Linked DNA regions of Mus musculus: region 1 is linked to region 2. Evidence: chromatin contacts called from public HiChIP or PLAC-seq data. All regions are on one chromosome and are shown on one strand. Each heading gives the region's core, a stretch centred on a gene start, on an enhancer-like site or on the middle of the called end of the contact. The rest is flanking DNA. Distances are from core to core; before and after follow the strand shown.

The links. HiChIP or PLAC-seq counts read pairs in DNA pulled down with a chosen protein or histone mark.
Region 1: an H3K27ac HiChIP or PLAC-seq map of bone marrow-derived dendritic cells shows a contact between it and region 2, with 5 times the contacts expected there. The contact joins the promoter of Mcrip2 here to the promoter of Atp6v0c in region 2. A contact is called at or near these places in 1 of 39 promoter capture datasets (pre-B cells) and 2 of 115 datasets of contacts at active chromatin or transcription factors (bone marrow-derived dendritic cells and pancreatic cancer cells).

Annotation. Positions count from the first base shown.
Region 1 is chr17:25,866,292-25,870,637 of GRCm38.p6, reverse strand. Mcrip2 (MAPK regulated corepressor interacting protein 2) reads left to right here and starts at 1,900. Exons shown (of 5, transcript NM_026633.3): 1 at 1,900-2,013; 2 at 2,095-2,224. The coding sequence starts at 1,962.
Region 2 is chr17:24,167,869-24,171,908 of GRCm38.p6, reverse strand. It overlaps Atp6v0c (ATPase, H+ transporting, lysosomal V0 subunit C), which reads left to right and starts at 2,459. Exons shown (of 3, transcript NM_009729.4): 1 at 2,459-2,703. The coding sequence starts at 2,625.

The DNA of each region.
Region 1 (4,346 bases), core at 651-3,150, 1.7 Mb before region 2:
AGGGAAGCTCTTAAGACTTAGGAAGGCGATATGAAACTTGTGAAGCTCAGGAAAACCTCAAGATTCAAATTCCCAGGTGCTATATAACCAGGTGCCAAGTGCTAGGAGAGAGGAGACTTTGTTTGTTTGTTTGTTTGTTTGTTTGTTTTCGAGACAGGGTTTCTCTGTGTAGCCCTGGCTGTCCTGGAACTCACTCTGTAGACCAAGCTGGCCTCGAACTCAGAAATCTGCCTGCCTCTGCTTCCCAAGTTGTGTGCTGCCACCACTACCCGGCTGAGAGGAGACTTTTTTTTTTTAAAGATTTTTTATTTATTTAATATGAGTACACTGTGGCTGTCTTCAGACACACCAGAAGAGGACATCAGATCTTATTACAGATGGCTGTGAGCCACCATGTGGTTGCTGGGAATTGAACTCAGGTCCTCTATAAGAGCAGTCAGTGCTCTTAACCACTGAGCCATCTCTCCAGCCCCGAGAGGGGACTCTTAAGTAGGGTTGGGAAAGAAGCTCCCAGGATCAGCACTCATGAGCTGTCACCTATACTGTGGTGGGCTTTTTGGTGACATAGTGAGAGTCACCCATGCTCCAGTAAGTAACCGCAATAAACTCACTGGCTCATCAACTAGACATGAGTGAGATGTCTCATGCCTCCCTAGTACACTCAACAGTCTTCTCAGAGCTGGAGAAGGCCTTTCACTCTCCAGCCCCGCTCTGCATAATGTAAGGCCAAAGGCCCAGGGCCAAAGGAATGAAGGCTTGGTCACCTGGGATAAAAGTCCCCTGGAGTTCCTTAGATACTCTGGAATTCAGGTGGACCAGCTACCCACCCTCACTCCTTCCTCACTGTTCGTCTTGCTTAAGTGGTCCAAGACTTGACAGACCTGCCTCCCCTAGTCCCTAGTGCCTGCAGACTGACCCTCCTCAAATATGACAATAGGAACCTTAAGGCCAGGTGTTGGTGGCAGGGGCAGCACAAGTCTTGGCAGATACAGTTCAAGACTTCACATCACGCCGGGCAGTGGTGGCGCGCGCCCTTAATCCCAGCACTCGGGAGGGAGAGACAGGCGGATTTCTAAGTTTGAGGCCAGCATGGTCTACAGAGTGAGTTCCAGGACAGCCAGGGCTACACAGAGAAACCCTGTCTCAAAAAACCAAACCAAACCAAACAAAAAACCAACAGCAAAAAAAGGAGACCTGGGGGCGGGGGGGGGGGGTACGGGGGGGGGGTCAGGCTGCTTCCACTCTTGCTGGGTTCTTCCTCCTTCCAGGCTGTACTGGGAAACCCTGTGGCTCTCCCCACAGACCTAATTTCCAGCTTCCCCAGTAGTTGGGGAAAAGGCTCAGGACATGAATTGAAGAGCGGTTAGTATAGTACTTTAGGAATAGGGTACCCCCTGAGGGCTCTGTGTTCTCCTGGTCTTCTGGTTCCACAGTACTTTAGATCTACTTAAACACTCTTAGAGCACTCATTCTAAAGCTGACTCCTGACACAGTGATCCCCAACAATCCAGGCTTGTCCAGGCACTTGGCTGGGTGGTGGTGGTGTCTCAAATATGAGCTGGAATACTGGTGTTTTTAGAGACTGTTCAGGGTCCCTAGCACTACCCTAGTACACAAAGGGCCCTCCTCAACTGAAAGAGCCTCTCTCTCTGAAATCTCAGACAGATACACAAGCACACACATGCACACTCGCACATGCACGCTCCAGTCTAGAGATGGCATACCCCTTGGCGAGTACAACCCGTTCTTAGCTCAAATTTAGTGACTTGGCCAATTTTCCAAAGGGTTGGGAAGGCTACCAAGTAGGCGAAGCTCCTTTAAGGGCAGGGGGCGTGTGTGGGTCGCTCCGCCCCTTTGCCCGTCCTCCCTCCTTAAAGGGGCCGAGCCTCTGGGACCGCAAAGTGAAGCTGGTGGAGGGTGCCTGATCTGGCCGCTGCCAGGGGCGGGCGGGACGGCGCACCATGTACACTATCACCAAGGGGCCCAGCAAGCTGGTCGCGCAGCGCCGCACAGGTGCGCAGGGCGGGCGGGCAGGCGGGACGTCCTGACCGCTGGCTCGCGGCGGCTGACAGCGCCCTCCGCCCCGGCCCGCAGGTCCCACACAGCAGCAGGTGGAGAGCAGGCTTGGCGAGCTCCTGAAATGCCGGCAGCCGGTGCCGCCGACCGCGCTACCCGCGCACCTGCAGCCCTCGGCACAGACTCAGGGACCCTGGCCCCTTGCAAGGTGAGCCAGGCCGCCGGGCACGAGGGTGACCTTGGAGAAGGTTGATGGGGACCACGCGTCCTGGTGGGCAGGGGGCGGGGCGCAGGCAACTCGTGCACTTCTGCTCGCCGGCTACTTCTGGGCCCAGCTGGCTTGAGTGGACCCTGGTGGCCACGTGGAGCCTTGAGGGCTTCCGACCAATCCCGCCTGTCAAGGACCGCAAGTACTCAAAACCGAGGGACCTGGTGACCTTGGGCCGCTAACTTGGACCCCTTGGGAAGTGGTCGAGGTCAAAGTTGGGGAAAGTTGCCCAAGGCCCTGGCTCTCAAGGACTTCAGGCCCTGTCCTTGCAGAGCAGAAGAAGCGCACGTGTTCCCGCTGGTCTTATCAGGTCCCTGCCCTTCACTAACACCCTGGGACACTGGAGCCCTCCTCCCCAGCAGTTGCCCGCGCCTGTGGGTTCCAAGAGTTTTCTGATTTTCCTAACCCGCAATGTGTCTAGGGAAGTTCAGCCCTAGCTACTTGGATTTCAGCCAGTGTGACCTGGAAGTGATCCCACTCAACCAAGGCTGAACCTTTTACTTCTTTGGCTCCATTTACTGTTTCCTGTATCGGTAGACTGGACTCTGCAGGCATGTAGGCTCTACTCTGGTAGAGGTGGCATGTGAACCGGTTAAGAGAGAGCACCAAAGAGACCACAATCTCGAGGGAGGCCAAGAGTTAGACTCGTCTCAGCAGGGGAGTCTGTGTGGCTGGCTCCACCCCTCTTAGCTCTCAGCTACTAGGCTTCGGAAGCTATAGGTAGGAGATGCCTGTGTGGCCTGTGTTTGCCCTAGGGGACATCCGTATGACATCGGTTTATGTCCTTATTGCCCTTATGTCTCTGGGAGAACTCTATGGTGCAGATGTATAACCACAAAGTGGTTACCCAGACAGGGAGTTTGGAGCTGCCTTGGTGACTGGCCTATCTCTACCTGGGAAACACCCCCCCCACCCCCCACCCCCCACCCCCACCCCAGAGACAGGGTTTCTCTGTGTAGTCCTGGCTGTCCTGGAACTCACTCTGTAGACCAGGCTGGCCTGGAGCTCAGAAATCCGCCTGCCTCTGCCTCCCGAGTGCTGGGATTAAAGGTGTGCGCCACCACACCCGGCGGGAAAACACCTTTTAAAGTCCTTATTGTTGGGGGACAACACGGACAGGCTTGTGGCAATATTTGGGTCAGTGTCCAGGAAGAGGAGAAGGTAGTAACACTCTCCAGAATGCTGAGTTGCAAGAGACACCACACTGCGTGTTTCCTCTAAAAAGGCTTCAGTAAGATAAGCTGATGTGAAGGCCTGGACTCATCTGTCAGCAACCAGGGAGAACACCTGACGCCCGGGAGATTGGTTTCCTGTCCTGAGTTCTGGGAACTGAGGAGATAGGCTAAGGAGTCTTCCCTATGTCCTCTGAGGTGGCCCTTTCCTGGGCTGGGAACTCCCATCTCCAATAGGACCTTCACATGGAATTTTACCTCTAGTCCTTTGTCTTTTCAAGGCCACCCATCAGTCACCCATGTCCACCAGCATCAGGGAACACAGGAGGCACTGGTCATTCTCCTGCTGCTGTGGGGCAAAATCATGAAGCTTTCAACCCACTAAATGGCTAGGCATGGGTGCTGCCAGTTATGGTGGCCAGGCCTGTGCCTCTGACATATTCTTTTCTCCTGGCGGCAAGAGACAGATGGGGGAGACTTGAGATGCGACCATGTTACCACCTACCCCACCAAGAGCAGATTGAGAAAATGTTCAGGGACCACTGGGCAGAAGAGCCTTGGGACAGAGTCAAGGTTGGGAGTACTGGGGTCAGAATACTGCTAAATCTTGAAATATTGATTTTGAATCTTGATGCCCTTCGCTGTGTGTCACAGGCAGGGAGATCCCAGGCTGAAAGATGAGTGACCGGTCACCTTGAGGGGGTAGGAGAGTACATGAGAGGATGTCTATGGGGCACTATGGCCTGGTGCTGCAGCAGGCAGTGGGCCTAGAAGTGGATACAGGTGCACTCTGGGATTAGTGCCCTTTCCCCTACAGAGCCTGGTCTTATATAACCACGGCCTCTAAGCAGAAGCTGGGCAGGGCTCAGCATGGTGGTGCAGCACTTGCC
Region 2 (4,040 bases), core at 1,210-3,709:
GGATGCACTCTTGTGGTTTCTTTCCTAGAGTCCACTCAGAGTAGAGGCCCTGCACAGTGCCTGGAAGATCTGGGTGGGAGGTTTGAAATGGAACGAAGTGAGAGATGGTGGCTCACCTGGTAGTTCAGCCACTAGCGCGGGCCCTAGACCAGAATTGTAATTCCTTCATTTGTTAGCTGGTGACTGGAGGAAGGCTCTTAGTCTTCCTAGGTTTGTCTCACTAACCAGTGACTAAGAGTAGGCATGACAATAACCTCAAATGCCTCAGCATAGGCCCTGACATATAGTTAGGTGCTTAGCTCTGTTACTAGGGTGGCCAGATCTGGGCACCCTACTGGATGTCTGAAAAAAAAAAAAAGTCACAACAACCTTCGATGCAAGGGCCAGAGGGGGACACTTAGGGGAGGGAGAGGAGAAACATGGGGGATGTCAGGAGGACTTCCTGTGGGAAAATGGGTTCTGAGTAGTAAGTAAGGAGACCTGGGAACTGGTGCTGGAGGATAGCAGACAGCAAAGGGAAGCGCACCAAGAAGGACCTACCTAGCACATGATTAAGCAGCAAAGAATTGTGGGATATTAAGTGCTGAATAGAAAACAAACCAAGGGCCGGGCATGGTAATCCCAGCACTTGGGAGGCAGAGGCAGGCGGATTTCTGAGTTCCAGGCGAGCCTGGTCTACACACAGAAACCCTGTCTCGAAAAACCAAAAACCAAAACCACCACCACCACCACCAACAACAACAACAAAAAACCCATGGGGACTAAAGCAAGGTTCTGTGGTTAAGAACACTCACTGCTCTTGTAGAGGACTTCTGTCCAATTCCCAGCACCTACCTGGCATCTCACAGGCATTACTAACTCTAGCTCTAGGGGATCTGACGAGCTCTTCTGACTTCTTCAGGCTCTAGGCACACAGGAGAAAGAGAGGGGGAGAGGGAGGAAGCACTGGAGATAGCAGTACCGAGGCCCTGTGTGCTGGCTTAGAAAGGAAGTGTGACCTTGGCAAGGGCAAGGAGTTGGAGAGAGACAGGGTGAAGGCGTGGGGGCAAGAGTGAAGATTCCTCTTTTCAAAAGTCAGAATGGAGCAAGAGAGGGTGGAGGAAGGGCTAAAGCTGCTCTCAGTAACGTCCTCTCTGAAACAAGACAAAGGCTCTTCTACGGGCCAGTTTAAAGGGTGGTAGACTGGATTCAGCCAAGGTGGGAAGGGGACACAGGGAGTTTTCTGCTGTGAAATGTAGGACTGAGAAGGTAGCAGGATGGGAAGGTGTCTCTATTGCCTGCATGGAGAAGTTGAGGTATTAGCATTGAGACCACTTGGAGAACCCACTGGTCTTAGAATGTGACCTTGAGTTTCAAGGGAGGTCTAGGCTAGGTCGTGGCTGCTCAGGAGGGAAGGGTAAAGGAAACTAGGCAGCCTGAGTTGATAGGTAGAAGGAAGGCAGGCAGCTGGGGTGCGTAAGCTGCTACAAGGGTATCTGGAGGGCAGAGGTAGCCTTAGCCACTCCATTGCTGGGGAAACCAGTCCTCCATCAGTGGTCTAGAAAGGAGGCCTGGCACAGGTAGGCCTTGCATGGGTGCTAGAAGGGCAATCAGGTCTTTCTGAGACTTTCAGAAATCTGGGTTACCTTTCACAGGTGTCAATGCTGAAAGCCCATCAAGCAGGGTGCTTTTAACCCCCTGCACTCAAGAGGCAGACAAGACGGAACTGGTCTACATGGCAAATTCCAGCTTAACCAGAACTTCACAGTGAAACCCCGTTTCAAAAATAAAGTAGAAAAATAAATAGAAAAACAGCCATGCCTACGTCTTTGTGGGCAGACAGCTATACAAGAGGGGGTCAGGTGAGGGACCCACAACCACCACCGGAATTAAAGGGAATACGGTGGGCCTGAATCTGCAGGAGCCTAGGTATGGAAGAAGGTGACTACAGAACACCTAGGGCTGTTGCACTTTAAAGCCCGGAGAGGTGGGGCGTGGTATTCCTGGGGGTTGGCGGAGACAGCGAAGCCCAACACGAGGGATTTCTTCTGTTATAAGTTCTGTAGTGCTGCTAGATGTCACTACTTTAACCTGAGTCTTATGCAGCAGGAGTGCCTGAGGTCCGTGAGCAGTGAACACAGGGAAAACGAACACGGGTACTCGAACACCGGTGAGTTCTGCGCAGCCGCAGTGAAGGTGGGCTAGCGTTCGCTCCACCCTGTATGCTAATATGAGCGCTACGGCTCCGCCCCGGGGGACCGATGATCCCAAAACCCGTAGGGTTCGAGAAGACGACTGCGTGGAGCCGCGGGCCAGCGAAGACCCAGGCAAGGCTGAGCGTTGGGCCCCGGGCCCCGAGGACTGGTGCCAGGGCCCATAAATTGTCCAAGGGCTGCCGGCGAGCCTGGAGCCTCGCTCCCCCACCGGCGCAAAGTGGTACAGCCCGTGGGGGCGGGGACAGATCATGTGACGCGAGCGCGGCCGCCATCTTGCTTTGCGGTGCTGGTATTTAGAGCGCAGCGCCTGACTGGCGGGGTCGCCTTCCCATCCGCTGCCTCGACGATCTTCGCTTGCCTCCTCGCTCGCTGTCCCGTTGTCCTAGCTCGCCGCCGCCCGCTGAGCTTGTCTTTTCCCTGCTTGCAGACATGGCTGACATCAAGAACAACCCCGAATATTCTTCGTTTTTCGGTGTCATGGGCGCCTCGTCCGCCATGGTCTTCAGCGGTGAGCATCGCTGCAGGAGGAGCAGGGGATGCCGAAGCGATGCGGGACTCTAGACCGCTGCTCACTGGGGGTTGGGCGTGACGTCACTCTGACGTCATTCCCAGCTATGTGGGTGTCGGGCCTTACGGGCGCAGGTTTGGGGGGGTGGTGGGGACTGATGGATTTGTGGAGCACGGGGCTTGATCCGGCTGCGGGTCTTATCAGCCCGCCTCCTGTGCCTCGCTTCTGTGGGGGTGGGGCGGCAGTGTGGCTGCCATCTTAGTCCTGGGAAGTAGGAATGAGGGTGGGGTGGGGGGCGCGGGGGGCGGCGCGCGATGCTGTGCCCCCTCGCATTCTGCAGGCAGGTGTGACATCACATCTTGAAAGGCGCCAGTCCGTAGGCGGGGGCAGGCCCAGGACGGGAGTCCCTGGCCTCTTGGCTGGAGGGAGCCTGGGTCCCCGCTAAGGTTCACAAGCCCTGCTTTTATGGCGGCCCAGCTGCCCGGGGTCAGGTGGGTCTCTACCCTGGGTGAGGCAGGTGTTTCCGGTTGAGGCTTGTCTCGGTTTCCCAATAGTTCAGTCATCGGTGTGGGTTGGTTAGGAAAACTGGACTGAGGGGTTGGTCCTGGGAACCTGCAAGGACTCCGGTTAGAGCTTATGGAAGTGGGTTTGGCCTAGGTAGGAGCACTTTAGTGGATGGCTGCTGGGGATCTGGGCTTTGAGGTGGGTGGGAGGGCGGCATTAGAGTGCCTGCATTTACACGATTACATCTTTGATCTTCAGCCCTGGACCTAATGAATGGATGAGTGAATGAATGACCTTCCTCTTCTAGGGGGGTGAGGGGCTGGAACTGGGCGACGCTTCCGTGCCCAGAAAAGGAAAAGCCTAGCAAGGTTCTTGATGGCATCTTGCTTTTGAAGTTGGGCCTTGACAATTCTTCAGTGTCAAATTTTAGTGAAAATTGGCCTTCCTGGGAGAAAAGCTTTGGGCCAGACCCAAGAATGTGGGATTGAGGGAGGTAAGTCACAGCCCCTGGCCGGGGACTGGTCTGGCCTGGGCCTCCCCTGGAAGGTCTGGTCTTTGGCTTAACTGACCTCGCCCTGCCCCACCCTACCTGGCAAATGGAGAGGCTGGTTCTCTGTGCAGGTACTTGGTGAGTTTGGACTCCAAACAGTGTCTGTTGACTGTAAACACCTGTAGGGTGCAGATTGGGGTAGAGGGTTGTCTGTCAGTGGTGACCTCCCCTGCCTGGACCTGTCAGGTGCTGCTGAGAGAGCCCTGCTGTACCCACAGCATTAGAGTAAGTGGTCATTTGTGGTGGGAGATGTGGCCTGGACTTCTCCTTCCCTCCTCTCCCA